Regions from separate parts of the Mus musculus genome. Here regions 1, 3, 4, 5, 6 and 7 are each linked to region 2. Evidence: chromatin contacts called from public Hi-C, HiCAR-type, HiChIP or PLAC-seq and promoter capture Hi-C data. All regions are on one chromosome and are shown on one strand. Each heading gives the region's core, a stretch centred on a gene start, on an enhancer-like site or on the middle of the called end of the contact. The rest is flanking DNA. Distances are from core to core; before and after follow the strand shown.

Evidence for each region. Promoter capture Hi-C pulls out the DNA fragments that hold promoters and counts their contacts. Hi-C and Micro-C count contacts between places; a contact is called where the count stands out from the background. HiCAR-type assays count read pairs that join an accessible place to other places. HiChIP or PLAC-seq counts read pairs in DNA pulled down with a chosen protein or histone mark.
Region 1: a contact with region 2 is called in a Hi-C map of CD8 T cells, with 4 times the contacts expected there. The contact joins the enhancer-like site here to the promoter of Slc35b4 in region 2. A contact is called at or near these places in 19 of 39 promoter capture datasets (the 3T3-L1 cell line, 3T3-L1-derived adipocytes, the C10 cell line and 13 more), 10 of 484 Hi-C or Micro-C datasets (B cells, CD4 T cells, CD8 T cells and 6 more), 10 of 115 datasets of contacts at active chromatin or transcription factors (the NIH/3T3 cell line, the SCID.adh cell line, bone marrow-derived macrophages and 6 more) and 4 of 9 other capture datasets (adipose tissue, embryonic stem cells, liver and 1 more).
Region 3: a contact with region 2 is called in a Hi-C map of erythroblasts, with 5 times the contacts expected there. The contact joins the promoter of Wdr91 here to the promoter of Slc35b4 in region 2. A contact is called at or near these places in 2 of 484 Hi-C or Micro-C datasets (B cells and erythroblasts) and 1 of 115 datasets of contacts at active chromatin or transcription factors (embryonic stem cells).
Region 4: a FOXA1 HiChIP or PLAC-seq map of pancreatic cancer cells shows a contact between it and region 2. The contact joins the enhancer-like site here to the promoter of Slc35b4 in region 2. A contact is called at or near these places in 12 of 39 promoter capture datasets (the 3T3-L1 cell line, 3T3-L1-derived adipocytes, the C10 cell line and 9 more), 4 of 115 datasets of contacts at active chromatin or transcription factors (the NIH/3T3 cell line, extraembryonic endoderm stem cells, forebrain and 1 more) and 1 of 9 other capture datasets (embryonic stem cells).
Region 5: a contact with region 2 is called in a HiCAR-type map of astrocytes, with 2.7 times the contacts expected there. The contact joins the enhancer-like site here to the promoter of Slc35b4 in region 2. A contact is called at or near these places in 10 of 39 promoter capture datasets (the 3T3-L1 cell line, 3T3-L1-derived adipocytes, the C10 cell line and 5 more), 4 of 115 datasets of contacts at active chromatin or transcription factors (astrocytes, bone marrow-derived macrophages, extraembryonic endoderm stem cells and 1 more) and 2 of 9 other capture datasets (adipose tissue and embryonic stem cells).
Region 6: a contact with region 2 is called in a promoter capture Hi-C map of the C10 cell line, with 3 times the contacts expected there. The contact joins the enhancer-like site here to the promoter of Slc35b4 in region 2. A contact is called at or near these places in 9 of 39 promoter capture datasets (the 3T3-L1 cell line, 3T3-L1-derived adipocytes, the C10 cell line and 5 more), 2 of 115 datasets of contacts at active chromatin or transcription factors (astrocytes and bone marrow-derived macrophages) and 1 of 9 other capture datasets (liver).
Region 7: a contact with region 2 is called in a Hi-C map of CD8 T cells, with 8 times the contacts expected there. The contact joins the promoter of Cnot4 here to the promoter of Slc35b4 in region 2. A contact is called at or near these places in 4 of 39 promoter capture datasets (liver, neutrophils and pre-B cells), 6 of 484 Hi-C or Micro-C datasets (CD4 T cells, CD8 T cells, liver and 3 more), 2 of 115 datasets of contacts at active chromatin or transcription factors (memory CD8 T cells and thymic regulatory T cells) and 1 of 9 other capture datasets (liver).

Annotation. Positions count from the first base shown.
Region 1 is chr6:33,259,906-33,262,735 of GRCm38.p6, forward strand. The region is part of intron 1 of Exoc4 (exocyst complex component 4); the gene reads left to right. Among named protein-coding and RNA genes, the nearest start is that of Exoc4, 12 kb to the left of the region's middle. Within about 2 kb of position 1,371, at least 12 of the 459 cell types and tissues checked have an H3K27ac peak or open chromatin away from gene starts, as enhancers often do. A contact at or near this core is called in CD8 T cells and second pharyngeal arch cranial neural crest, where this site is marked.
Region 2 is chr6:34,175,562-34,178,382 of GRCm38.p6, forward strand. Slc35b4 (solute carrier family 35, member B4) reads right to left here and starts at 1,493. Exons shown (of 10, transcript NM_021435.3): 1 at 1,217-1,493. The coding sequence starts at 1,293. Gm13855 (a long non-coding RNA gene) reads left to right here and starts at 1,487. Exons shown (of 3, transcript XR_868963.3): 1 at 1,487-1,661; 2 at 2,644-2,803.
Region 3 is chr6:34,909,510-34,912,209 of GRCm38.p6, forward strand. Wdr91 (WD repeat domain 91) reads right to left here and starts at 1,322. Exons shown (of 15, transcript NM_001013366.1): 1 at 1,188-1,322; 2 at 1-31. The coding sequence starts at 1,310.
Region 4 is chr6:33,398,294-33,401,338 of GRCm38.p6, forward strand. All of the region lies in intron 7 of Exoc4 (exocyst complex component 4), which reads left to right. Among named protein-coding and RNA genes, the nearest start is that of Gm38785, 43 kb to the right of the region's middle. Within about 2 kb of position 1,433, at least 14 of the 459 cell types and tissues checked have an H3K27ac peak or open chromatin away from gene starts, as enhancers often do. A contact at or near this core is called in pancreatic cancer cells, where this site is marked.
Region 5 is chr6:33,291,815-33,294,751 of GRCm38.p6, forward strand. All of the region lies in intron 3 of Exoc4 (exocyst complex component 4), which reads left to right. Among named protein-coding and RNA genes, the nearest start is that of Exoc4, 44 kb to the left of the region's middle. Within about 2 kb of position 1,472, at least 14 of the 459 cell types and tissues checked have an H3K27ac peak or open chromatin away from gene starts, as enhancers often do. A contact at or near this core is called in astrocytes, where this site is marked.
Region 6 is chr6:33,321,621-33,324,320 of GRCm38.p6, forward strand. All of the region lies in intron 5 of Exoc4 (exocyst complex component 4), which reads left to right. Among named protein-coding and RNA genes, the nearest start is that of Exoc4, 74 kb to the left of the region's middle. Within about 2 kb of position 1,406, at least 12 of the 459 cell types and tissues checked have an H3K27ac peak or open chromatin away from gene starts, as enhancers often do.
Region 7 is chr6:35,132,333-35,135,074 of GRCm38.p6, forward strand. Cnot4 (CCR4-NOT transcription complex, subunit 4) reads right to left here and starts at 1,405. Exons shown (of 12, transcript NM_001164413.1): 1 at 1,170-1,405. It overlaps Gm33046 (a long non-coding RNA gene), which reads left to right and starts at 1,199. Exons shown (of 5, transcript XR_868974.2): 1 at 1,199-1,370; 2 at 1,916-2,238.

The DNA.
Region 1 (2,830 bases), core at 121-2,620, 920 kb before region 2:
ACAGAGTGAGTTCCAGGACAGCCAGGGCTACACAGAGAAACCCTGTCTTGAAAAACCAAAGAAAAAACAAAAACAAAAACAAAAAACAAACAAACAACACCACCACCAACAAAAACCTACAATGAAACTATTATAAATGTGGTTACTGGCTGATAAGTTATCACCACCCTGAGGTAGTGGCTTCAGTGACCACCCAGAGCGAGGCTGACAGAGCTGTGTCTGGTCTGATTCCTGATCTCGTCTCCTGTCACTTCCACACTGGCAGTTGGTACCCACTATGATCGCATGTCGGTTCCTCCCCATGGCAGTTAGAATTTGTTCTCCTTCATGGCCTGGCACCTTCCCTCCCTAGAACAGCTTTCCCACAGAGGATGTTCTATTCACGAAGTACCTTTTTGTGCCCTTGCTGGTGCCAGTGTGGGGGGCATTTTTTTTTTTTGAGACAGGGTTTCTCTGTGGGGGGCATTTTTATCTCTGCTGTACTACAGCTTCTGCCCGACGCACTTGCTTACCCACCCACTCTATGGCTTGCATCTCCAAGCTGACATGTTAGCTTCCTGAGGGAGGGCTGGTTAGTTACTGCTGTATGTCTAGCCATTTAGTCTGCCTGGTAGGTGACCTGCTTAGTAAACCCTGTTGAAAGGATCAGTGAATTGATGGGGCCACCATACCTGTAACTGTTGCTTTCCTTCCCAGGGATTTATCAGCATGTATGGCTTCCAGCGAGGCCATTCCACGGCAGTTGTCTCAGTCAGGGAGCTGTCCTGCCTGACCTTTTACACTCTGCATCTTGCTGTTGCTCATTATGTAGCTTTTACTAAACATTTAATGTGCCAGGCACTGTGAGAATACAGAGAAAAGATCTGCTCCGAGTTCATAACAGACTCCCAGGAACTGGGATGGGGAGGTTTGAGGGGCTTCGGGCTGACAGTGTCAGGAGTCACAGCTGATTTCTTTTGCTTCTGTAATGTGAGTAAGCACCCCACCTTTCTCTCCACGCTTCTTCAGTCCTTAAAACATCCTGGAGAGGCAGGAGTTCTGTTCTCTTGCCTGTTTTATGAGGAAAAACATCCAAGGAGAGGTTGAGGAACTCACCAGGGTTTCAGAATTCTATTTGTCACTGTTTGCTAAGAATTTCTTTTCCTAAGCCAGAGCATCACTGTGTAGCCCAGGCTGACCCCAAAATCATGATCTTCTTGTTTTATCCTCTAAGTGTCTGGGATTATAGGGTGATGCTTCCTTGCCCCACTGCAAAGCCCTATTTGAGTCTGTGGTTTTACTTTTAAGAACAACTGTTTGATTTTGACTTGTTTTGTTTTTGAGACAGTTTCATATAGCCTAGGTTGACCACAGATTCACTTTGTAGCAAAGGCTGGCTTCAACTCTTGATCTTCCTGCCTCTACCTTCTTAAGTGATGAGATTACCATACCTAGCCCAGTTTACAAACTTTATGTTCCTCTTTTTTCTTCTTTTTTTTTGACAAGTCTCTCTCTGTAGTCTAGTCTGCTGTTGAACTCCCACACAAAGAGCCACACGCCTTTGCCTTTAATTCCTCTGTTGGGATTAAAGTTTTGTGTCACTGTACTTAGCTAAATATGTTCAAATTTTGCACAGGTAAATGGAATGGGGAAAGAAAAAGTGGCTTTTTAAAAATGCAGTGTTGTGTACTGAACCCAGGACCCTTGCACATGCTAGGCAAGTGCTGTCTACTGCTCCTTCTGCAAACCTCAGATGCCTCGGTGTGATGTGTGCTGAGGGCCCCAAAAGGTGGGACATGTTTGCTGTATTCCTGGCGGTGGTCTGGGTTTGGCTGATTTCTTTTTCTCTGTCTCTGGCTGGAAGTCCTTGCTCTGGTAAGTGACGGGTTGTCCTGGTGAGTAACCTGATCTTCATAGGTGCACTTTCCCTTCTGTGTGTGTTCCCTTTGATCTTTTAAAACATGGCATTGACTTTCATGTGCTTGCTTCTGTCTGGACTCCATTACTCTATTAAATCCAAAGAGAGCAAAATTGCTCCAAGAAGGAATGGCTGATGGTGAGTGTGTGTTTTCCTGTCACAACATTTAACTGGCTAACTGAAAGACTGAATGAAGCTGGTGTTCTAAAAGGGAAAAAAGAAAGACGTGAAAAGAAACTGACCAATTCCACTTTTAGTCTCCAGATCTTTATGCCATGTTTTAATTTTTGTCTGGGAGTCACTGGGAGCTGGTGGCTTGTGAGTCTGCTGGAACCATCTCCCATCCTTGTTCCTGCTAGAAGCATTTGGTGGACCCTTTAGCCTGTTAGGTGAACACATTCCTTCCTGGGGATTAATTAGTCATGGTTAGAGATATAATTCATCATGTAAAATACCAGAGGTGTCGTCGTGAAAAATTGCTAGTGATCCAGAAATGTCTCTGCATCCAGCTTCGTTGCAGTCTAGTTTAGCGTTTCCTGTTCCAGTGTTCACTCAGCAGCACTTTGTAAATTGTAATCACAGTTTACATGAAATAGGGCAGAGCAAAAGCTAAAGAGTGGCTGTGTAATTTGAATGCATCTTGGAGTGTCAACTTTATATCATGTTCCTTGCTTCTGTCTTTTTGTTGTTCTTCTTAACCATTTTGTCAGGTCCAACAGTGTTTCTTAAAAAGGAAAACAAGAATAAGAACAACAACAACAACAACAACAACAACAACAACAACAACAAAAAACAGAGAGAAAAAACTGTAGTAGGGCCCATGTGCATCTTTTCTTCTTTAGCTAATCCCTGCTTTCTTACAGGCGAGCTGTCATACACTTAGAGTGAAGTTCTCGGCTCAGGAGGTGAGGCAGGGACTACAGCAGCTCACAT
Region 2 (2,821 bases), core at 243-2,742:
TTGAATTCCAAAGTTTTCTGCCTTTGAAGTGTATCCAGAAACTTCTTTTTCATTTTCATCTTCCTGTCCACTCCCAAGACAATCGATCTTCATCAACACTCTGCATAATAAAACGGTAAGCTCTCTAAAAGCAAACTATAACACATACAGACTTGATCATAAATAAACTGCTTACTTCTGAAGGATTCAAACCAACAGTATCAAACAGGATAAATTTCCAACAGACATCACACCATGTTCAAAACTCAAGTTCAAAAATGGAAGGCATCTGGAAATGTTACTGGGCTAGGAGCTTAGACAGATACAGTCCAGCCCATTTTTGCTCTGCCACTTCCAAATAGTGAAAAGATGCCCAACTTTGCATCTGTTTCACTTTCAACAAAACAATGTAACTCTTGGTCACAGGGTTGCCCTAAGCAGTATATAGATAGAAACCTGTAGCTAGTGACTCTGAACTGAGTATTGAACTGTCTGAAAAAGGAGACCGAAGCTCCAAACCTTAAATAACTAACTGGAGCTGTTTAGTCCTAATCGTTTTCCAGTTCATCTCCTGTCTCTTTTCTAACTTCTGCCTACTGAACTTTGCACATAGTTACCCAACGTTATTTGCAAGACACCACACCACAAAGCCAATCCTGTTCCCAATCTACACTTCAAAGAGCACGCTTCTCAACGAAAGACTGTGATGTGCGAAATGCCCAGGGACCATGGTGACAGCTCAGTTGTTATCTGCACCACATCACTCACATATGAGTCTAAGCCAAGTGCTCACAACCATCTATCTCTACGACCAACAAAAACAAATGTTTCGCAAAACATGTCAACACACACACACACACACACACACACACACACACACACACAAAACTTTCTGTGAGAAAAGTTTTGCTCCAGACAGACACGTGTCATTCATTCACTGGTCAGCGAAAGGTGCTAGAGTTGGATGAGTAGTAGTTGGAGAGGGTGCTCCTAGAGACCTAGGATCGGTCACGTGAGAAAGTCTCCAGGCTTCAAACTCCCCAAAGTGTGGCTTGGAGATGCCGACAGCAGCACTCTGGATGTTCCTGTCACCTGGATGCTAACGAATGGAGGAGTGCCAGGGCTGCAGAGTAGCTGACTGCGTGGGTATCCCGTGCAGCGCACTAGGGAGGCGGCCAGGGCTAGCAACCCCGGACCAGCTTCGAGAACCCGGGCGCGGCCCGAGAGGGTCACTCACCGGGCCAGCAGCTCTAGGAAGATCACATTACTGCAGCAGCCTGCGAACACCAGGCCCACCGCGAAGGCCGGGCGCATGGCCGGTGCGGGGCACGGGGAGCCAGCGCGCAGAAAAAGCGCCCTTTCAGTTCGCTACCCTAGAAAATCCGCGCGCAACATCACCACCGCCAGCGGTTCCCTCCCTGAGGGCCGTCTTGATCAACTCTTCCTCCGCAGCTGCCACCGACGCGGCCAGACCAGGAGCTGTAGTTCTCAGTCATACCCGGTCCCATTCATTTGAGGGGGCGTCCTAGGGCTAACCAAACTACATGTCCCAGCAGACCGCGCGCCTTTACGGCAGGCGTGAAAAAAACAGGCAAGTTTCCCCCGAAGGCTCGCGTGAGTCGGTGTCGCACTGCCTTCTGGGAAATGAAGTCCCAATGCTGTTCGTGTTCAGTACCATAAAGGTTGGAATGGGATTCAACGAAATAGCTTGTGTGCTCCCTGTAACTGACTTCTCATTAGAGTATTCTAGCATCTGTAACAACTCACCTGCAACTGAGAGAATGTAGAAATTCCTGTAACATCTAAACCGAATTCTAGGACAACAGCGAACCTAAAAGTTTTGAGATTGAGCCTTGGCTTAAACTGCCTGTTTAGAGCATTGGCTTAGTACTCCACTCTCATCACAGGGGAAGATAGGCCTGTCTTACTAATAGTTGTTGTAGAATAGACTAATACAGTAAATGTATTGCTTTATGTCGTGATTTTTGTAGAGACACTGAACACATGTCTTGTGCTGGCATTTTGCCAGCTTAAGGTGCTCATTAAATATTGAATTTAACTGATAAAAGGCATTCTTTTTGCCATAGTTCTTGTTTCTAGTCTCCTTTGAAAGACAGACATTCCCAATTTCAGAATGCACTAGAGCTTATTGAAAATTCAAAGTTCAGGACCACAAATAAAAATTGTGCTCAGTAACCATCATTTAGAGCATGCAGGCGCCAGGATTCTGATGAGATCTCTGGGTCACAAGTTGGGGAAGCCACTGGCAAGTTAGTTGTGAATCTTGAGGAAAACTTCGGAGTGTTTATGTTTATCCCCTAAATTGCCTCCCATCATGTGGTGTCACTGCTGATGCAATCACACGTATGAAGGGGCACAGTTCTGAGCAGTAGCACTAGTCTTACATAATAGGAAGAAATAGGGCTGTTAATTCATCGCATCTATGAAAAACTGGTCTTGCTAGGTGTACAAACACAGAACACAAAGGCACTGGCCTATGTACATAGTTGATGGTCACCATGCAGTCTTTCTTGCTATTGCTGTTGAATCGGAGTGAACACCAAGAGGCTCAGTAACTGATGCCACAAGACTTCAGCTGAAGGGTAAAAGGCACGTGCTTCCTTTCAACACTTAAATGCTGACGTGAGCATTGTATGTGCGCAGCATATGTCTTTCAGGTGCGCTCAGAGGCCAGACAAAGGCATCCGATCTAGAGCTGGAGTTTCAGAGGTTGTAAGCCATTCCCTGAGTGCTCCAAGTTGAACCTGGGTTCTCTGCCAGAGCAGCCAGTGCTCTCAACCACAAAAGCATCTCTCCCATCCAGGTATGGCCAGTTTTGACT
Region 3 (2,700 bases), core at 72-2,571, 730 kb after region 2:
ACTGTTGCAGCTGGTCCACAATCTTGTCCACCTGAGGGGAGACAGACAGAAGGAAATTCTCACCTCACTATACATCGTATAGTTTCATCTTCTTCCTATGGCTCCCAGATGTAAAAACATATAGTCCAGTTGGCAATCTATAAAATCCCCAAGATATGTTAGCATACTAGCTTTCAAGTTATTTTCTCATGCTAGATACAGGACTTGGTGCTCTGGCAAGCTCGGAAATTCCAGAAAGCAAGAGCTTTGGCTCCAGGTGTTGAGTCTCCTTGACCAACTTGGCAATGTCACTTCAACAGCAGTCTTGATTGCCTCACACTGTAAAAATAAGTAAGAGCCAATGAGCCAGAGACAATTGCCAGGGTCCTCGTCCCAGCTCCACAGTTTCTGAATTCCAAGAGACACAGTGATTACTGGCTCCCTGCGGGTCATCAGAGTCCCACCTGAGCCTCAGTGGCTGCTGCCTTCAGTCAAAGACAATCACACCATGACAGTGTTTTGAATACCACTGCTGTCTGGAGTAGGGAAATGCTTTGCTTTGCCACCAAGCAACCAATAAACTCGAAAGGTAGAAACCAATATCCTAACTTCCTTCTGATGCGCCAACAACTAGCTCACCACCTCCCTCAATCCATCTGCCCAAGACCAATTTAACTCTGTACGTGCAAACATACAAATCATAAGCAAAGAAATCCCAAGCGCCTCTCAGTGGAAACTAGTATCAGAGAACTTTGTGCTTCAAAGCAGAAGGGAATCTTCCAATGATTCCCTGATGCCATTCTTACAATCTACCTCCCAGACCTGAACCCAGTCTTCTGGGCGCAGCCCCCTTTGCTCCCGCTTCTTCCATCAAAATTCAGACTTGCGCTCAACCATGGCTCTTAAAGTGTTGTAACCACGCCGGCCAGCCATTGGCTAGCACCTGCTGAGAGGCTGGCATGGAGTGAAGCCCTGTACCGGGAACCAGGGACCTGAGTCCCGATGCTCCTGACTCACTCACTGAGCAACTTCGGGCATGTCACGACCATCTCCGGCCCTCAGTTCCTCCTATGTCAAGCGAGGGCCAGACCGGAGACGCCTTCAGTCCCCTACCATGCAGTGACAGCGCCGCCCTCGCCCCGGAGGGCAGGGTTGGAGCAGGAGGCCCGCCCCCCGAGCCGCCTCCGCCGCCCCTGCCGACCCCTCACCCGGAACCCCTTCTCTTTGTCCGCCTTGATCTCCGCATCCAGCTGCCGCAGTGTGTGCGTGAAGCCACGGAAGAGCAGGTACTCCCGGACCAGCTCGTCTGTGCGCTCCACCGCCTCCGCCATCGCTGCGCGCGCGCGCTGCAAAAGACCCGAGCCGCTCAGGGCGGAGGGGCGGGGCTTGGAGCGACGGGGCGGAGCCTATCTCGGGCGCCTCGTACGTCACGCCACGCCCAACCTACCAACCTTGCGCTCCGCCCCGCCCCGCAGGCGCCCCGCCCATCTCCCCCTGTAGCCCCGCCCCTCCCTACTCTCAGCCAGCTCCCGGGCGTCTCGGCTTGCTGAAGTTTTCTGGTGATACAGAGTGTGTCCTGAGTTGCTAACACTGATGCCTCGATCCAAGTAAAGTAAAGCTGGACCTTGCGAACCTTCCACATATTCACAGGGCGGGGAGGGAGTGATGTTCCCAGCTTATTGGCATGACACTGCAGAATCTTTTGTCCTCTATCCTCCTCTTACAAAAGGAGAAAACTCGAGCCCCAACAGGTAAAGTGGCCAGTGTGAAGTCAACTCATAAAAGTCCAGCTTGGACCTCTTTTCTTTTCTTTTCTTTTCTTTTCTTTTCTTTTCTTTTCTTTTCTTTTCCTTTCCTTTCCTTTCCTTTCCTTTCCTTTCCTTTCTTTTCTTTTCTTTTCTTTTCTTTTCTTTTCTTTTCTTTTCTTTTCCTTCTTTTTTGGCCAGGGCCTCACACACGCTAGGCAAGCACCCTACCGCTGAGCTGCTTTTGGGTTTTGTCACAGTCTCACTAAATTGACCACACAGATCTTGAACTTGCAATAAAAAAAAAATCCCCACCACCAGTCCTGTCTAGCCCTGAGTTCCTGAGTAAGAAGGGTAAACTATACCAACCAAGATGTACCACTTAGAGAAATTTTAAAAAAGGCAAGTTTCAGAAGGGTGTGACCTATGGTCCCAGTTTCTTGTTAGTTTTTTCAATTAATTGTGGTTTTGTGAACAGTTTTTAAACTCAGGAAAATTGTAAAACAACCTATATTTTATTCTCTGAAGGACTTCCAGTTCCTTTTGCCTTCTTTCTTTTTCTTGTTTAGAAAATTATTTGAAGTTTTTACAAGGCATACATACACATTTTGCCTTATTTCTTCATCTTTGAGAGAGCACTGATAATGTCCACCAGGCACAGTCATAATGACGATTTGATAAGATAGTGCATGAAGACCAGGCGTGGTGGTGTATACTCTGGAGACAGAGCTAGGCAGGTCTCTGTGAGTTCAAGGCCAGCCATTCTTAATTAAAAAAAAAAAAAAAAAGCCGGGCATGGTGGTGCACGCCTTTAATCCCAACACTCGGGAGGCAGAGGCAGGCGGATTTCTGAGTTCGAGGCCAGCCTGGTCTACAAAGTGAGTTCCAGGACAGCCAGGACTACACAGAGAAACCCTGTCTCAAAAACACCAAAAAAAAAAAAAAAAAGGCATCAAAAAGATCAAATTATTTATGT
Region 4 (3,045 bases), core at 183-2,682, 780 kb before region 2:
GGCAAGTGTAACTTCTGTTCCATTGTTCTTCCTCTTATATAAGTTCCCAGGTAGAGAAATTATGCTCCTTTCATATAGAAGTTCCTAGATAGAGAAATTATTCTAGCTATAATCATAATAATTCTGGTTAAGAGGAGTAGAAAAGTCAGTTGGTAGATTTTTCAGGCGAGAATCTATTTTCTTATTATAGAAAAAAGATGGGAGACATAACTACCTAGTGTTTTCATTATTTGCTTTCAGTCTGTGATGCTTTCAAGAGTCTGAGAAATAGGGTATTTAACTTCTCAACTTATGACTGATAGGATCATCGTAAAAGTGCTCCAGTCTAATGGAAGCTTAAAATGCAGTCCTTAGAAGTGTTGGATTGCACTTGACAGTGATTTGTATGACTATGGATTATTAAACCTCAGCCTAGAGAATGTCCTGATTTTAAAATTCCCTGTTTTATTCACTTGGTCTGCTGTGAGGAGCAGTCATGCTTTCTGTTGTCTTATGTGGTAGATTAAGTTCTAGTTAAGGCCAACAAAGCTGAGCTCCAAGGGAGCCTTCCTTCTGTGGACTTTCAGACAGAGTTGTCCCCGATTCCTTGCTTCCTTCGCTCTTGACCTTGTTCTCTATGGACAACTAAGTGCTGTTGTTTCAGCAGGCATAAGCATGAGTCTCCAGTTGACATGTGTCCCTCTGAATGTGTCCCTCAGAGATCAGTGACTGCTATATGCACCATTTTATTATATTTAGTAAGTGAGCCCTCATCATTTCTTAAAAAAACCTTGTGGTTTAGGCAGCTTTGATGAGTTATGCACAAACTTGGTGGTCAAAAATTTACAGGATTTATAAATCAGGAAACTTTGATTTTCGTAATTGGGGCTTGAAAACTTGTTTAACATAATTATCAAGTTATTTAGTTTTTCTGTATCAGTATTTGTCTGTGTACTAGTCAGTGTTCTATTGCTGTGAAGAGACATCCTGACCATGACAACTGTTATAAAAGAAAGTATTTAATTGTGGGCTTGCTCACAGTTTTAGAGGGTTAGTCTGTTATCATCATAGTGGGAGCATGGGGACATGGGAGCATTAAGGCAGGCACGGTGGTGCAGGTTGAGAGCTACAGTTTGAATCATACATCTCTCTCTCTCTCTCTCTCTCTCTCTCTCTCTCTCTCTCTCTCACACACACACACACACACACACACACAGACACACAGACACACACACACACACAGAGAAACAGAGCGAGATGGAGACAGAGAGGGAGAGGGAGAGGCAGGCAGGCCTGTCATAGGCTTTTGATACCTCAGAGCCCATTCTCATTGATATATTTTCTCTAACAAGGCCACACTTATTCCAGAAAGGCCACACCTCCTAATCTTTTAATTGTTTCAGACAGTTCCACTCCCTGGTGACTAAGCATTCAGATATATCAGCCTGTGGAGCCATTCTTGCTCAAACCACCACAGTATGTTTTATGACTATGCCACTTGGTGTTTGTTCCACAAATACCCACTGTAACTTGAATATATTTCCTTGTTTTCTACAGTGTTTTTGGACTCAATGCTATTTTGATAAGATTACTTGCAGTGATTATTATATAGTCCTTCGTTTTTGTTTATCCTTTCACCTTTCCTGCTTTCACGTTACTGTATGAACATTTTGAGATAGCTAAAACTTAAATACTTTGTGTAATGAATCTCAGTTTAACTGAAGGTGTATTGATGCCCCAGAAAAGCTGAAGGATCAGGGTGAGTACTAACCAAGGGAGAGATGACTGCAGGATAAATATCAAGGTTATTAATAGTTGGGTTGGAAAGACTGATAAAGGAGAAGCGGGTAGGATAATGACTTAATAAGTACAATAGTATTGAAACAATGGAGTCTTAGGCTATTAGGGAAAGAATTGACAGAAACATGGCTTTTTATGTTGTGTGATAATCAATTTTAATGATGTTTTCCTTGGACCTAAAATAATGAACCAAGTATAAAACTTCTTTGCAATAATGGTTTGAACATTATTTAAAATATTTCTTTAGGAAATTATCAGCCTTCCATTTGTTTATGAAATTTCCTTCCTTCCTTTTGTTAGTTAATTTATTTTATTGAGTATTAGAACCAACATTTTTGTATAATTTTAAATAATTTGAAATTTTAAAAAGTTAAGATACAATTTACCTTTAGTAAAATATCATTTTAGAAGATAGTATTAGTTTCTTTTAATATTTTAATATTCTCTCAATTATCAACACTTTCTAAAACTGGAATGTGTTTGTCATTCAGAAAGGAAGTTGGTCATCAACTGTCAATCACCATCACCAGTGTCTCCTTTTCCTTTTTCTCAACCTTTGGTAACCACCAACTTCCCTTTGACTCCATATATCTATTTTTTTCTCTATACTCTCTATAAATGAGATTGTTCATTACATTGCCTTTGTGTATTGGTCTATTATACAGTGTAAAGTTTTTAAGGGTCATTTGTGTAATAGCCTACCTATCTCAGTTCCAGTATTCTTACTGTTTCTTATATTTTTAATTTTATTAATTCTTTGAAGATTCCATGTAATGCATTTTGATTGTCATCATCCCCTCCACTCACCTCTCCACATTCCTTAACCATCCAAATTGGTTTAATACCTTTTTGACTTTTTAAACAGTTGGTTATAGTTGGTTCTGCACATATACTCTTGTGTATGTGGACTTCACTGGAATGTAATCACCCATTTGGTCATGTACCATTTAAGAAAAACACCTCACTTTTTATTAGCTATTAACTGCCAACATTTTTTTGTCGGTGGTGAGACTTTATGCTTACCTCCCTTCTTCATGCTGGATTTGTCTGGCCTGAGCCAGCTCAGGTCTTGTTTGTGCTAGCTCAATTGCTGAGAATTCATTGGTGCAACTTCTCTGTGGTGTTTGAAAGCCACTGTTTTCTTGCAGTCATCCACATTATGGGTCTTGTGATCCTTCCATACCTTTTTCTGCCACAACCCCTGAGCCTTAGGATTAGCACATGTGATCTAGATGCACCTTCAGCATGGAGCAGTCTCAGTTCCTC
Region 5 (2,937 bases), core at 222-2,721, 880 kb before region 2:
TCTTTCCAGCTTCTGGCTATTATAAATAAGGCTGCTATGAACATAGTGGAGCATGTGTCCTTCTTACCAGTTGGGGCATCTTCTGGATAAATGCCCAGGAGAGGTATTGCTGGATCCTCCGGTAGTACTATGTCCAATTTTCTGAGGAACCGCCAGACTGATTTCCAGAGTGGTTGTACAAGCCTGCAATCCCACCAACAATGGAGGAGTGTTCCTCTTTCTCCACATCCACGCCAGCATCTGCTGTCACCTGAATTTTTGATCTTAGCCATTCTGACTGGTGTGAGGTGGAATCTCAGGGTTGTTTTGATTCACTTGATCTTCGACAAGGGAGCTAAAACCATCCAGTGGAAGAAAGACAGCATTTTCAACAATTGGTGCTGGCACAACTGGTTGTTATCATGTAGAAGAATGCAAATCGATCCATACTTATCTCCTTGTACTAAGGTCAAATCTAAGTGGATCAAAGAACTTCACATAAAACCAGAGACACTGAAACTTATAGAGGAGAAAGTGGGGAAAAGCCTTGAAGATATGGGCACAGGGGAAAAATTCCTGAACAGAACAGCAATGGCATGTGCTGTAAGATCGAGAATTGACAATGGGACCTAATGAAACTCCAAAGTTTCTGCAAGGCAAAAGACACCGTCAACAAGACAAAAAGACCATCAACAGATTGGGAAAGGATCTTTACCTATCCTAAATCAGATAGGGGGCTAATATCCAACATATATAAAGAACTCAAGAAGGTGGACTTCAGAAAATCGAACAACCCCATTAAAAAATGGGGCTCAGAACTGAACAAAGAATTCTCACCTGACGAATACCGAATGGCAGAGAAGCACCTGAAAAAATGTTCAACATCCTTAATCATCAGGGAAACTATTACTTTCTTAATAACATTTCTTTAATGAAGTAGTTGCTCAGAGTTCAATTCCCAGCAACTATATGGTAGCTCACAACCATCTGTAATGGGATCCGACTCCCTGTTCTGGCATACAGACATAAGTACATGTGTACATGAAGACAAAGCACTCATATACATAAATAAACAAGTCTTAGAAAAATAAAAATAAAAAAGCAACTTACATCCTTCCAACATACCATAGCACATAATACACATTGCTATTCTGAAAAGGAGGAACGGGAGCATGTAGGGAGTCCTAGACCAAAGCAACACTGAAATCCCGCAGGACAAACTCCAGATTCTTAGAGGCTTTTTCCCGTCTCCCACTCCTTCCAGCTTTGTTGGTTACAACAAGTTTTTCTCCTGGGCTGGTTTCACTTCCTGTTGTGTTTCTCCGTGGTAGCCACCTCATAGCTTTGGCACATCCAACATCTTGGGTCTCCTATGCAGTCTAGACTTCACTTTCACAGCTTCAAGTAATAGTTTCTTCAGGCAGGAATTCCTTGTCACAGGTCTGGCCTTAGTGGCTTTCCTTGACTGGAGTAGAAGATTACACAACCTATATCCTCTTGACTCTAAATCCAGAATCACCTGACCAAATCCGCCAAATTCTGCTTGCTGGGGCTGGAGTTCTGGCCTCCTCCTTGAATAACATTTGCAGTAAACTTTCCTTGTTGCTTAGACCTAGGAGATCAATAGCTTTCAGGATTAAGCAGGTCTGGGCTTGCCCTGAGATCATTCTGGGCTTCATTTAGTATCAGGCTTTTTAAAAACCACTCTTCTGTTTCAGCTGCTCCCTTTTTCCTCAGACTGTGCATTTTATGTTTCACTTTACCCCGCTTGCTACTTTTCATTGTGTATTTGCATTAAGAGAGATCACTAATAGCCATGCGCCACAGTCAGTATATGCTACCTTGAAATTTCTTCTGCCAAAGCAATCAATCTAAGACTCTTCAATTTAGTCTCCAGCAGATTTTAAGGACAGGGCAAAAAGCAGCCACGTTCTTTGTCAAAATATCACAGACTGGCCTCTAATATTCCTCTCCTCTGAAGCCTCTTGAGCTGGGCCTCCATAGTCTACAGTGCTCTCAGTACTACTGCCTTCCATGTTTCTGCTAGGGCGTTCATTAAGCCCTGCTTACAGCATTCTTTTTTTTTTCTAATCCAAAGTCCCCAAATCTTCCATATTCTAAACAGCAGCTTGGTCAGGCCTGTCACAACAGTACCCTAACTTACCAGGATGCATGGCCACTGGCAAGTTGCAGGTAGGGAGAGAATGAAAAAGAGCCTGGCATGGACCTTTGAAACCTTAAAGTGCACTTCCAGTGACACCGTCCTCCAAGAGGGCCACACTCACCAACCCTTCTTAAGCAGTTCCACAAGCTGGACCTTGACACTGAAGCCTGTGAGCCTGTGTGGCTATTCTTATTCAAGTCACCACAGGCACTGTTCTCAATTCTTCTTTAGGTTGAGATTTGTAAAGTTTGAAGTTCTAGGACTACCCTTGTGTGTGTATGTTCATGTGTATACAAATTATATTTGGTTTCAAGGGAACATAGTCAGAAAACTTGTTTAAATGACTACAGTGGGGTCCTGAAGAACACTTGCTCAAGTGCTGTATTGAATAAGTAGGTACTGTTAAAAATAATTTCTGTGAATACTGTTTGCCAGGCATAGTGTTGTTTTTACCTGAAGTTTATTTATTTATTTATTTGATTGAAGGGCTTTGGAAGCTGTCATTGTTATGTGAGTTTGTGTTTGGGGTATGAATTAAATCTCTTCATGCGAATTCCTACAAGCAAATCAAGTGTGGCTGTGCAGTGGGTGGCTTTTAAGCTTAACTATTTTGGTTGGATTTAATTACCTTGAGGGATAAGGCTACACGATGGGCCAGTGGTTTACCAAATTATGTTTTATTTTCTGGACCTAGATGTCACTGAAGGTTAATGCGTCCTCTTTTCTTCACTAGAGACTTGAGTTAAAAAAATCCATTTTAGGGCGTGAGTATAAATGAATTTGTTGTTGCTTTT
Region 6 (2,700 bases), core at 156-2,655, 850 kb before region 2:
GTGTTCCCCTGTATTGGGGCATATAAAGTTTGCAAGACCAAGGGGCCTCTCTTCCCAATGATGGCCATCATCTACTACATATGCAGCTAGAGACACGAGCTCTGAGGGTACTGGTTAGTTCATATTGTTGTTCCACCTATAGGGTTGCAGACCCCTTCAGCTCCTTGGGTACTTTCTCTATCTTCTCCATTGGAGGCCCTGTGTTCCATCCAATAGCTGACTGTGAGCATCCACTTCTGTGTTTGCCAGGCACTGGCATAGCCTCATGAGAGACAGCTATATCAGGGTCCTTTCAGCAAAATCTTGCTGGCGTATGCAAAATTAATTTATTAACTTTAATGTAAGGGGTTTTATTATAGGTTATATGGCTTAGAGTATGTATTACTTTAAAAATTATTTATTTATTTATTTATTTGGAAAGTGTTTTCCATAGAATATATTTGGATCATGTTCATCCCACTCCCAACTAATACCATTTCCTCGAACTTCCCTATCTGCTCAGTTTTATGTTCATTCTTTTTTCCCCTCTGTCTCCAAACAAAGCCAGAAGCCAAATGCAACCCACAAAAATGAAGGTGAAAATCAAAACAATCATAAAACCTGTAAGACAACCACCAATAACAAGAAAAATGCCCCCAACAAAGCAAAACAAGGAGTCAAAAAGATAAAAAAGAAAAAAAGAAAGACGAAGAAGGAAAGGAAGGAAGGAAGGAAAAAAAGGAAGAAAGAACGATAGATCATGGAGTTTATTTTGTGGGGCTCATCCTGGAGTGTGGTTGATGTACCCAGTGACACTCCATTGGAAAACCTTTTCCTTTTGCTAGAGTATATTGCAACTAGCATTTTGGTTAGGAGTGGTACCCTGTGTGCACTTGCCCTCTTGTTGCTGGGATCCTGTCTGGCTTGCACTTGTGCAGTTCTTGTGCATTCTGCCAGACTCTGTGAGTTCCTGTACGCATCAGTTCTGTTCTTTCTGGAGTACACTGTTTACTTGGAGTCATCCATCCCCCCAAGCTTAGAGGGGTTGATGAAGACATTCATTTAGGATTGAGTGCTTCCAAGTCTCTCATTCTCTGCACACTCTTAGTTGTTAATTTTCATTGACTTCGTGAAGTTTCTCTGATATTGGTTGAACTGTTAAGTAGGTAAAGCAGATTATAATTAGGAGCCTCTTGTATTGCATGCTCTATGGCTTAGGGTATGTATGAATTACTTTTCTATTGGTGTGATCAACACTAAAGACAAAGGGAACTTGGAGAGGGAAGGGCTTTGACTTAAGCTCTAGAGGTAGGTACAAGAGTCTCTCGCCATCACAGTGAGGAAGTGTGGCAGCAGGTGGTCATGGTGAAGGGAGCATGGAGAACTTATGTCCTGAGCCCCAAACAGGAAATAGAGACAGCAAACTCGAAATGGCAGGTCTCCAGTGACACACTTCCTCTAGCAAGGTCACACATACAACTACTTAGCAGTGCCACCACCTGGCCAAGTGTGGACTTCTGCCCCATGTGGACTGTCCTCATTCAAACTCTCACATTTGTTTGCAAGCATCGGAAGCTACTTTTTATTTCACTCCAGTTCCTTTGCATCAGTGTTTTCTCTCATATACTTTGGTTTATTTTATAATCATGTGAACTATACACAAAACATCCCAACTGTATAAAAGTACTTGGGTGGGTGTCTCTTCTCAAGACATCACTATCATTTATGCCTCTCTTGTTAATCCAATTTAATTTCTCCTTTATCTTTTTTTTTTAAACAAACAATTAGACAAACATATCTTTTCTCATGACCCTTCTTTCTTCTACAAAAGGTAGGATATTCTCTATAGTTTGGTATTTCCACTTCAGCATATCTGTTGGAAATTCCTCTGGCAGGAGTGCAAAGGAAACTTGAGTATCTGTTGTCACACTCTTGACAGCGCTTTGATCCGGAAAACTTAAAAGGGAAACCAACTCAGGAGTCCAACCTGTGTGTAGGGCGTTTCTGTTGTAAGCTTTACATCTCTTCTATTCTGCTTAAAATCCTGTGAATGCTCTACCATCACAGTGTGTAAGTTCAGTGTGTTCTGTGTGTACAGTGCCGTGTGGCTTTCATCTTTCAGAACTGAGTGTCTGTACCTGAGTGTATGCATCAGCTGCTCTTTCCCCCTCTCCTTCATTTCTGGCAGCTAGCATTGAGTTTCTGGGAATTTGACTATTCTGTGCACTGCGTATCATTGGAATCACAGAGCTTGTACTTTGTGACCAGCAAGTCTTGCTCAGCATAATCTGTTAAGGTCAAGCCAAATTGTAACGTGTGTCAGAACGTCCTTCCTCCTCAAGGCCAAACACTTGCATTGCTGAGATGCTAATGTGTTTGTCCACTCACATGTTGACGGACACTTGGGTTGCTTCTAGGTCATGGCATGGCAACAGTGTGGTGCTGTAAACATTTTCTTTATCGTCCTATTAGGTCTTTGGAATGTGTATCCAGAAGTGGAGATGCTGGATCATAGGATGAGTCTGTGTTTCCGTCTTTTGAGAAGAGCCTCATGTTTTCACTGCAGTTACACGTGTTTGTTCTGATCACCAGTGCATATGGGCTCTGTTTCTTCACACTTGTCATTTTCTGTTTCCCTTTCTGATAGAAGACATCTTAATTGGTCTGAGGTTATATCTGATTGTAGTTTTTAATTTGCATTTCCCTAATGATTAGTGATGT
Region 7 (2,742 bases), core at 155-2,654, 960 kb after region 2:
ATTGATACAAAAGGAATCTGTAACCCACATACAATCAAAATACCATCTGTATTTATTTGCATGTGGTGTTCGGGGATGAAGTGTGTGTGTGCGCGCTAGATTCACCTGGTTTTGAAATTCTAAGCTGATCTTTATGGGTATAATCAGAGACAACATCAAGTGTCCTGAGGAATGGCAATTCAGGAGAATGCTGAGTAGCACGGAGAAGGTCGAAAATGAAAAGAGGGGTAAAAAAGGATAGCAAATGAGCAACAAAAAGATCAAAAAAGCAAAACATTCCTTTCCCGAGTAGCCCGAAGAAAGCTCTTTTCTCTTAACGTTAATAGTCTCCCACTCACTTCATTCACTTCCTAACTTCCTTTACTTTTCAAGGAACAACACGGGGCATCATCTCCCCTATCCTGGAGTGTGTGCTCAAAGAGTCTGCATTGGAAAGAGGGAAGGAACCGACAATTCTCAAGTAGGTTAAGAAACAGGTGGGTTATACGGAGCAACGGAGCAGCAACATGATTTAGATACTCACGAGGTGGCTTTAAGATGACAGATGCGGTTAAAGGAGACTTGCACATCGGAATCAACTCGGGTCTGGCAGACAGACTGGGGGCTGACTGCAAGCACCAGAGGGGAGCAGAGGCTAGATCCAGAGCAGCCTTTCTGGAAGGGATGGGGCAAAAAGGGGCAAAAAAGCCCACCAAGCAGGACGGGTGGGCAGTGAGCAGCAGCACCCGTCAGAGTGGAAATGATGGCTCTGGCTTGGGAGACCGGGGCCAGTAGGAAAGGACGTCAGAGGGGAAAGGAGGCTGGGGAAACAGGAGGACCAAGACCTAAGGATACTGTTGCCAGAAAAATGCGGGGAAAACTGGTGATGAGAAGCCCTCTTGGGTTCTCAATTGAAGAAATTCTCCAAGGAGAGCCGGCGCTCGCTGCCGCGCTGCCTCCAACCCGGCTGCCTTTTCCTGGTGATAACTGCTGTGGCGTAGAGGGGAGAGGGAGGAAGAAGAGGAGGAGGAGGCAGCCAGAGGAGGAGGAGGAGGGTGAAGACGAGGCGGGCGGGGGTGGGGGGGTGGGGAGAAAGGGGGGTGCGGCCTGCACAGTCCCAGCGAAGCCTCCGCTCTCTCGTAGCCGGTCAGCGCCGGGTTTCCCCTAAGCCCAGCCCCGCAGACACTCACCCGCCTGCCTTGCCTCGCTTTTCTCTTAGCCGACTCCACGCGTTGCCGAGTCCTCACAGGAGACCAATGAACGAGAGTCGGCGAAAAAACTCTTCAGAACCGGGCCTGACTGCTTCAGTGAGTCCGACCTTTACGGCTGAGAGAGAGACTCTCAGCTTTCGGTGGGTTCCACGGCTAGACGGGCCACCATCTTACATTAGGGTAAGACTCCTCCGGCCTCCGCTGCGCAGGCGCATGCCGATCCGGCTGGGCGGGGCGGGGGAGGGGCGGGACAAGCGGCAGGCGGGCGAGTGGGAGGTTGCGGCGGACTGGTCCACTGCACCCTGGGAGTTGTAGTCCTCCGATAGTAACCGCCCCGGGGCAGGCCGGGAATTGAAGTCATCACTAGAGAAGGCGCTCGGGAACTCGTTCCTCACGTGGCTACTGGAGCGCCGGCTTTCTTCTTGTTTTGCTTCCTCTTCTGCCCGCGTGTGTGGCTACTGTGTCATGTGGTCGGCGGTTTTCACTAATGTTAGCTGAAATGTAGGAAACCAAAATTCTACGAAACTTAACTGATTCGGAGGAAGCTAGGACGTGTCTTTTTCTGCCCCGCCCGCCATAGATAGGTATCTGACGGGGGCGGTATGGTGGTAGAATCAGGTTGAGCATTGCAAGAGCGCGGGATTTGATCTAGAGTGGGGAGTTGATACTTTTGGAAAAGTGAGCGTTAATTCGTTTCCCGGTCTTTGCACGTCCTTTACCACCAGTACAGCTGAGCTCATCCTCCTTACTGGAAAATCGCCAGTGAAGAAATACCTGAATTGCCATGTGCACATTTCTCAAGAGAACGCGGGCAGTCAGAGTAGCATGAGTTGCTGATGATGTGAAAGCATGTGGACTTACCTGCAAACTGTTGCTGGCTGCACAGAACTCTTCCAGCCTGCACAGAAGTGTGCGTCAGGTTCGCAAACTGCACAAGTAAACACGTCTCAAAGGACATAATACAACCGCAGCCGGTTCGAGCACCGAGAAATTCTAAATAACAAAATCAATTTACTGAACTTCCCGGGTTGCCTCCCAGAACTCTGGTGTAAGTGGCGCTCCTGGAGCGGTCGATTCTGTTTATTGCCTATATTCTTCATCTATTCATATAAGTGCTGAGCTCCTTGGTACCCAGTTCAGTGCCATATGCTGGGAGCATACAACAGAGACCAAAAACACAAATCTGTCCCCATTCTAGGGTGTGTGCATGTAGTGGGGTTTGGAGAAGTGAAAGGAACCAAGTTTTCAAATCCAGGATTAAAATACGTAGGATGGGACTGTGGATGTCACACAGTGGTAGGGCGCTAGTCTGGCACACTTGAGGCCTGAAAGCAAAAGGTTTAAGGGGAGGATTTAAAACAGAAAAGGGAAATGTAAGGAAAGAAATTGAAGTTTTAAAGTCTCAGTCTCGCTGGACGTGGTGACACAAGCCAGGACTCTGAAAGCAGAGGCAGGTGTATCTCTTTGAGTTCAAGGCCAGCTTGGTCTACAAACCATGTCTAGAGGCAGAAAAAAAAAAAAAAAAACCACAAAAAAGGCAACCAGACCAGTT